Linked DNA regions of Zea mays: region 1 is linked to region 2. Evidence: chromatin contacts called from public Hi-C data. All regions are on one chromosome and are shown on one strand. Each heading gives the region's core, a stretch centred on a gene start, on an enhancer-like site or on the middle of the called end of the contact. The rest is flanking DNA. Distances are from core to core; before and after follow the strand shown. Region 1 holds the start of LOC103635268 (glucosamine inositolphosphorylceramide transferase 1). Region 2 holds the start of LOC100272688.

The links. Hi-C and Micro-C count contacts between places; a contact is called where the count stands out from the background.
Region 1: a contact with region 2 is called in a Hi-C map of bundle sheath, with 3 times the contacts expected there. The contact joins the promoter of LOC103635268 here to the promoter of LOC100272688 in region 2. A contact is called at or near these places in 2 of 25 Hi-C or Micro-C datasets (bundle sheath and leaf).

Annotation. Positions count from the first base shown.
Region 1 is chr8:63,563,377-63,567,672 of Zm-B73-REFERENCE-NAM-5.0, reverse strand. LOC103635268 (glucosamine inositolphosphorylceramide transferase 1) reads right to left here and starts at 2,665. Exons shown (of 4, transcript XM_020542424.2): 1 at 2,074-2,665; 2 at 1,826-1,948; 3 at 851-1,018; 4 at 1-721. The coding sequence starts at 2,343.
Region 2 is chr8:63,104,888-63,109,134 of Zm-B73-REFERENCE-NAM-5.0, reverse strand. It overlaps LOC100272688, which reads left to right and starts at 2,646. Exons shown (of 2, transcript NM_001147144.1): 1 at 2,646-4,071. The coding sequence starts at 2,938. The coding sequence ends at 4,050.

The DNA.
Region 1 (4,296 bases), core at 1,416-3,915, 460 kb before region 2:
GGTGCACGTAGAAGATACGGGATAATTCTGTTCTCCTTGTGAGAGGAACCCATAAACTGGGAGGAACGTAACAACTGATTGCACCTTTCATAAAACCCACAAAAACGACAAGGGCACTGGCCAACAGGAAAGCTAAGTAACCAATGAGAGAGCGTCTGGTTGAATCACCTGAAGGAACTCGATCACCATCCATTACAGCAATCCATCCACCAGATGCGAGTTGTTGTGCATCCATGTGATGGTACCTCATGCCATTCCATGCATTTCTCCCTTTCTTTGGCTCCTCTATCCCAAGATTTACAGGGACCTCTTTGTATTCCTCCTTGCTTAGCTTTTCAACCTTGTGCAACTTAACCATCCGGCCATAAGTACCACTGCAATCCTGGCCGGGGCGATATAATGACCCTTCAAAAATGAAGAGTCTCCCACCATTTCGAGCTCCCAAACTTTTGTCTGATTTGTAGATAGGATTTTTCTTGTGCTCAGTCCAAGGACCAAGAGGAGAATTGCTGTACCAAATCTCAAGCTCCGCATTCTTCTCAACACCATACCGTGTAAAATCAGATGCAAATAGCCACCAGTATCCCTCAAATTGGACTAACGAGGCATCAATAAGTGGCTTATTGACAAGAACCTTCTCCAATGTCCATTCGAGGGGAAACTTAGTAGCACGATAAAGGCGCAGCTCCTTCTTCTTGTTTCCCTCTGGCATCATATAAATCTAAGAGAGAGAGAGAGAGAGAGAGAGAGAGAGAGAGAAGAGAGAGAGAGAGAGAGAGAGAGTTAGTATTTGGACATCATCATAGATGGTTATTGTTCTGTCAAGTAGATTTGAAGTTAAAGAATCTACCTCGTTCTCATACTTGAACACAAAAGGATATGACAGATGCCATGCCTCATCTAGTGCAATGCCAAGAAATTCCCACGTTGCACCTTGGTCGAAGCTTCTTGCAACTCCAATATCACCTTGCATTGAGGTTGTTGTTTTTGTTTCAAAGAAAATAAATAGTGTGTCCCCCTAGGAGATGCATAGTAGCGTATCAGAATGAGAGCTAGCAGGCGAAAATGCAAGCCTGGAAAATAGTATCTCAACTTAAGAATGCTACTCATTGGACAAAACCTAGCAAATAATTATCAAGAATGCATTTAGTCTGATAAATAGCATTTGTAGAAACTTTCTCCTCCTGCGTGGTTATACATATTCTACCAAGGAAAGATGTTATTGACAAGTAGATAGTGGAAGTGGTACCTGTTTACAGATCAACTTCTAGATTAATGGTTTCAAGCTTCCTATGTACCTAAGCAAAGCACATTTCGGTGTCTATCTCAACTAGATCTGAATCCTTTCATGAACTAAAACTCCCTGGGTACTATCTTATCATAGGATATTAGTTCATCCCAAACCATGCTTACATACTAGTAGTATACTGCACATCATAGAGTAGCAGCCACTACATGGTGGGCCTAACTTTGTATGCCTCAACTGAGACAAGGCAGTTACAAATTTTTTTTCACACGCTAGTAAGACACTGTCAATGGTATTCAGGCAATCAGCCAAACAGCATTATCTGTTATGTGCCTGACTAATCTGTGTCCTCTTAAGTATCCAAAAACCAAACACTAAACCCTCAAGCCCTGCGTGGGTGCTGAATTGTCGAATACAGCGACATCACCAATTCAGTAAGCGAGCCTGAATTTATTATTTTTCTCACTGATTTGCTCCCATAGCTTAGGCAATTTGCAAACCATCCCTACATCTACGCGAAGCAGAGTTCCACCCCGGGGAGGAGCGGCAGAACAAGCAGCAGCAGTGCCTCTGCCTCACCTCGACGTAGAGGAACGGGTCGGCGACAAAGTTGCTCGGGTACCCCGCCTCCGTCGCAGTCCCGCAGGTCAGGACGGGGTTCGCCACCGGCCACGCCGAGCTGTTGCCATTGCTCCTCCCTTCCTGGCCACCAAAATTACACCCCAGACAAGAGTAAGCACTCGAGGCGTCAACCTACTCACACACCACAACGACGCACGAAAGGAGCTGTTTTTAAGCTGAGCGGTGAGCGCCGCACGCCGCCTCACCAGCTCGATGGGACGGAGCGCGAGGGGGCTGCTGCCGTAGAACATGCCGACCGCCCACGACCCCTCGCCGTCGGGGCGGCACCCGACGGCGCCCGAGTCGGGGAGCCGGAACGACGAGACCACCAACCAGAAGTAGAACCCTCCGACGAGCGCCGCCGTGGCCGCCGTGGCCAGCAGGAACGAGGCGGCCGGCGGCCGCGCGGCCGCCGTGCGCACGCCGCTGCTCGGTGGTCTCATCGCGCCTCCTCGCCGCGCAGCCTGGCTAGCCATGCCCCGACGACGCCCGCCACCGGCCGTAGCATCGACCGCCCGATCGGATCCCGGGCTGCCTCTGCCCCTCTCTCTCTCTCTGTATGTTTGTCTGTCTCCCCAAGTCCGCCCGCAGCCCGCCGAGCTGGATCAGCTTGACTAGGCAATTATTTAAGCGAGAAAAAGCGAGGCGGCAGCGGCCGGCAGAGGATTAGCGGGCAATTAACGGGCGATTAATTAATCAATATATCGGGCAGCGAGCCAGAGCCTCCTCGCGGTCCTAGTGGCGACCTGCTTTGCCGGGGAGGTGAGGCGCGACGGCTGACGACCAAAGCGGACGGACGGCAGGGGGTCATTTGGATGCCGCGCTACTGCTTCGACCAAAGGAGTGAGGGGTTTTCGGTGGTGACGGCATGTTTGACAGGATGCAGCACGGTCTTCGATTTCCGAATTTGTCTTCGCTATTTCAAACATCTTTGATTTTTTTCCCAGAGTTTGATAATGACTTTTGTCCAAGAAAGTGATATAACGTGGGCATCCGTCCCTCCGGACTCCGGACTCCGGGCTCGCCCGCAAGCAAGCGCGGCCTCCTCCGCGCGTCCCGTCCGCGGGACTGCGGGAGCTCCGTCGTTGCGCTATTTCAATTATTTCAACGGCTGATGTGATATAAACTAAACTTTAATTAGATAACATATTCGCTTAGTTTTAATTTGTATCGACTTTTAATGTTTCTACATTATTTTTGTTTCTCTAGAGTCAAAACAGCCGCCTTTACGAGGACGGTGGACTACCTGGCAGTAGAGATAGTTTGTCCGGCGGCAAATTCGATGATAGGGCGCGGCCAGCGAGCGAGGAAAGAGTGACAACCGGTACACGGTGTCAACTGTCGACGGCGGGAACGAAAGTGGAAGTTTAGGTCACCGGCGGACTGGGATTAGGAAAGGATCGGCAAACAGCAGCGGGGATGGACGGCCGGTGGTGAGGTCGCCAGCGAGCGAGCATCGAGCAAGGTGAACGAGAAAGAACTGTGTCCAGACACTAGCATTTGTTCGGACGCTAGTACGGCCGTTTTGTGCTAATGATGTGACCGCTCTATTTCTACTACCACACAAATTTCAGACCAGATTTTACCCGGTTAAATACTTCGATCTTTGGTTGTCGTTGCCATGATTTTCTGTAGCTTCCGGGACATGCCCAAAATGCTTCGGCTGCTTTCCCGTCATCAAAACTTCCGCACTTTAGCAATCAATTTACCCTTTGTAACACTATAAAAATCATTAAATAAAAATAGTGCATTTAGTTAATAATGATATTTATGATAATTAATTTTCTTTTAAGTATTCGTTATTTATTTGCCTTTAGAATGATTTTTTATGCTCATGATTAATTTTGAATATTAAATATCATTTCTTCTTAAATTTAAATTTACATAAATAATATAATAAATATTAGTCTAAGAATTAATATTTTATTTATAAATAATTTTGGTTTGATTATTATGAATTTTATGATTATTTGAATAGGTATTTCGAAATTAGAAAAGAAAAAAAAGAGAAAAAAAACAAAACCCTAATCCTAATCAGCCCACTAGGGGCCCAACTAGAAGGAGTTGTCGCCCCTAACCCTAGCCTCCTCTCCCTGGCAGCCGCCGCCACCCCCTGGCCCCACCTTCTCTCTTCCTCCCTCTCTTCTCTGCTTGCCCGCGCGCGCCGCCCAGGACCCGGCCTCGGCACCCCGCGCCACCCGCGTGCACCCGAGCGCCCCTGCCCCACGCCCGTGGAGCAGCGCCCCACGCCCAGCCACAGGACCGAAGCCATCGGTGCCCCGCGCAGCCGACCGCCAGGACACCGACCGGCGCCCTGCCCCGACGCTGCCGACGTCGCGCCCATGGAACCTGCGCAGCCGTGCGCGACCCAGACCCCGATGAGCAGCCGCCTGCGCCGAGTCCCGCCCGCGTCCGAAGTCCAAGCGACC
Region 2 (4,247 bases), core at 1,397-3,896:
CAAGCAGTTCATCACTTAAATTTTCAATACTTTTTAGCCAGTCATCATCTGGCTCAACGAATTTATCTCCGAACTTGAAAGTATACTTCAGCCTGATAAGTCCACCTTCGTCAGCCTCCTTTATGGTTTCTTGCGGCATTTCCCATTTTTCCGCGAGCGGCCATACTCTGAAGGCAATATGCTCTTGTACCAAATCTCTTGTTCCAATAAAAGAACAAATAACACCGAAGGCTCTCTGGCATTCTTCGGCAGCTTCATTCATTTCAACCTTCGGCCTCCGCAGGCCGAAGCTTTGCTAAATAGGGCGCATAATTATACCTTTGATATCTTCCCGTACTGTCAGGTCATTCTTCACATAAAACCATTCTGTCATCCAGTCGCCGGGCCATCTCTTCCGAAAGGTTGGCACGGGACAGCTTGACCCAGACCGAGAAACGAAATTGTAGCAGCCAAAATTATTGTGATACTGTTCCTTACCCCAAGGTTTTGTCTCGTATGATAATTCGTGTATATTGCAGAAACTTTTCGCATCAGGCTCCAGACCTTGGCTTCTCACGGCCCACACGAAGATATTCAGCCTTATGATTGCTTCAGGGGTAAGTTGGTGAAGATATACTTCGAATATTTTCAGCACCTCTACGACAAAGTTGCTCAGGGGAAATCTAAGTCCAGCTTTCAAAAAGCTTCAGTACACTACGACTTCATTTTCTTCAGGGTTCGGACAAGTCTTTTCTCCTTCATCGGCTCTAACAACGGACAAGTCCCGGAAATACCTTCCTCTCATGTTGACAAGATGATTTTCTTTGATACTTGATTTGCCGAAAACCGCATGGCTTGGTCGCCAAGGGCGATCTTCGGAGTCTTCACCACCACTATCCACATCATAACTGTCGCTGTCATCAGTATCTTCAGACAAACCTTCTAAAATCTCTTTGGTGATTTTTTCTGTATTGGTCTTCGACATTGCTATAAGAAACCCCAGATTCTTCTCTTCATCGAGACTCAGCTTCATCTCAGCAGCAGCCTTCTTATCTTCAGACATCTTCGGAAACACTAAAAAACTGTTTTCAATGCCGAAGCTTCAAAACTTAAAAAGCTAAGCAAATCTTGGTGCGCAAGAGCTAAAAATTGAATGAGCGGGAGCAGATGGCAAGAGAGCGTGCCAAATGAGCTTGCGGTATGATCTTATTTATACGCCCAGTGCGTTGAAAATTGAAAGACCCCGCCTGTCAGTGAATGTTGCTATTCTAGCAAAGGGAAGATGTTTTTTCGGACCTTCGGCTTAAAGCCTTCGTTCATGTCGCAATCTAAATTTATTATTTTAAACAAATTAATATTGCGAGAGGCTACTGTTGGGGACCTTCGGCGTACGAAGGTCCTCAAAAACAGAATTTAACAGTATTTCTGGAGTATAATGTGTGAACAGGTATCTTCGGACTCGAGTCGGTATCACAGTAGGAGAAGCCCAAAATAATACGAAGGTTAATACAGCGCCGAAGATGTGAGCGGGAAAGCTTCGACGTGGTAGCAGAAAATGAAACCGACTTAAAGATGAAAAGGCTATTCAGACCTCGGTGGATTACTATAGAATTATTATCAAATGTAAAGAGCATGAATGTAATTTTGTATGGGCTGTGTCCCGTGCCTATAAATAGGTGAACAGTACCCCCTTACTGTTCACGCTGATTTGGCATTTGCTTTTGTGTCACACCTGTATTTTCATCCCCTTCCAAGCTGAAGGTACATTTGTAATTCAATGTCATTTCTGTTTCTTCATAATAATAATGCAAAAATAAGTTGATAATAATATATAATTGTCTATATTATTCTTCATACTCCTTATGATTCATTCTTCGTCATTGTATGCTGTGTTAATAAAGGTACGCCCTTCATAACCTTCGTCTGAAAATCATTATATCCTAAGGGAAATAATGTTTCGAAGGACGAAGGACTTTACCGATTAACATTTTCTGTGTTGCCTTGTTCTTAACTCATAGCATTTGAGAACAAGTCCCCAACAATCCACACATTGGTACTGAAGCTATATAGGCAAACACTCTCCACGTCCTATCAAAGCTCTAGAGATTAGAGGCAAGCGTGCCCTGCATCTTTTTCCATGCCATCCGCCTCTGACCCACGCGCCACCCTTACGTGGCAATCGGCGGAGCCAAGCCGGGGCACGTGCCTAGGCAGGCTGGAAAGTAGCTCCGCCACTGAATAGGCTCTTCCTAGAAAGAGAAAAGCTTCTCTAAAAATTAATAGGAGCCGAGAGTAAAAAGGAGCTTCAAACTGCCCATGTTTTTCTCTAGTCGGTGCTATATCGTAGGAAAAACCATATGATGAGCTATTCAACAAAACGTGATGTTCTTTCTAAAGCTTTTTCTTTAAATAAAGTGGAAGCTATTTTTTAAGGACAAGAGTACCAAAAGGAGCCTTAAATCGACTCAATCACAACTAACATAAATGGATTAATATCAAATCGAACCATCGGCGACCGTTTCGGAATGCTGCGTGTGGTTGTATTCCTCCGACCTTAACGCGTGGAAAAAGGGCAACAAATATGGAAGAGAAAACCCAACCAGCGAAAAGAAATCGGGTGTCGAGTCGTCGCACGGTGTTGCTCGCCATATCCCCTTCCCCCCTCCTCCCTGCGTCCCCCGGCTCCGGCGATCCGCCGCACCTGAACCCTTCTCCACGTCGCCTCGCCGGTAATCGACTACGTTCTCTTTCTTTAGGCAGTCGGTTCGTACCCCAAACTCGGATTCCTCTTTCTGATCCTCCTATACACGCCGCGTCGATTGTATCGTCTTAGGTTGGGTTGAGGTGAGCCGATCAGATCCGATCGGGGCCGGTCCTTGCGCCACTGCTGCGTGAGCTCATCTCGGTCGCCCGCCTGCTCGGCTCGATCGGCCGGGGACGGCGGCGGCCAGATCTGCAATGGAGGGCAACAAGGACGACGCGGCCAAGTGCCTGCGCATCGGCAAGGGCGCGCTCGACGCCGGCGACCGCGCGCGCGCCATCAAGTTCCTGTCCAAGGCAAAGCGCCTGGACCCCTCGCTGCCCATCGACGACCTCCTCACCTCCCTTCTCAACCCCGAAGGCGACTCCCAGGCTTCTTCGCCCCCGCCGTCTTCACCACCGCAAACTGCCGCAGCAGGGGCATCGGAGGCAGTTGAGGCTGATGGGCTGAGAGAGAGGAAGCACAAGGGCAAGAATAGGGAGGAGGAGGCGACTCCTGCTGCCAGGGAGTACACCGCAGAGCAACTCGAGGTCGTGCGCCAGGTCAAAAAGCACACCAGGGACTACTACCAGATCCTCGGCCTGGAAAAGGACTGCAGTGTCGAGGACGTGCGCAAGGCCTACCGGAAGCTCTCGCTCAAGGTGCACCCCGATAAGAACAAGGCCCCTGGCGCAGAGGACGCCTTCAAGGCCGTCTCCAAGGCCTTCCAGTGCCTGACAGATGCTGAGAGCCGCAAACGTTACGACCTTGTTGGCTCGGATGAGCCAGTAACACACCACAGGAGGGCCTCCACTGCCCGTGCATACAATGAGTTCTACGAGGATGACTTTGACCCAGATGAGGTATTCAGAAACTTCTTCTTTGGTGGTATGGCGCCTGCCACCACCAGGCAGTTTGGACAGTTTAGAACTTTCCATTTCAGGACTGGTGGGATGCATGCCCACGGCACACAAAGCACTGGTGGCTCACCTGTCAGGATGCTTATTCAGCTGTTGCCTGTCCTACTGCTGCTGTTGCTCAACTTTCTGCCATCCTCGGAGCCTGTCTACTCGCTCTCTCGTTCCTACCCTTATGAGCATAAGTTCCAAACCCCCCGTGGAGTTCCATACTATGTCAAGATGTCTAATTTTGAGGAGCAGTATCCACACCAAAGCACTGAGCGAGCAACAGTGGAGCGGCATGTTGAGAGGGATTATTATTCCATAATCACACAGAATTGTAGGGTCGAGCTGCAGCGTCGCCAATGGGGCTTGTCATACCAGACACCACATTGTGATATGCTTCAAAAGTTTGAGGCAACAGCACAGTAATAATTCATCCAATGGTGGAAGGTGAGATTCAACTTTCTCTGCACATGGTTTAGCAGTAATAATGTATTTATGTGCCGTGTCGAAGATTTTCTCTAGAGCTTGCAATCTCATGTGCTTTGTATGACAACTTGAATTGCTTTGTAATGCTATGTGCTTAACACTTGTTTTATTTTCTGTTTAATACTAATAACCCTGCC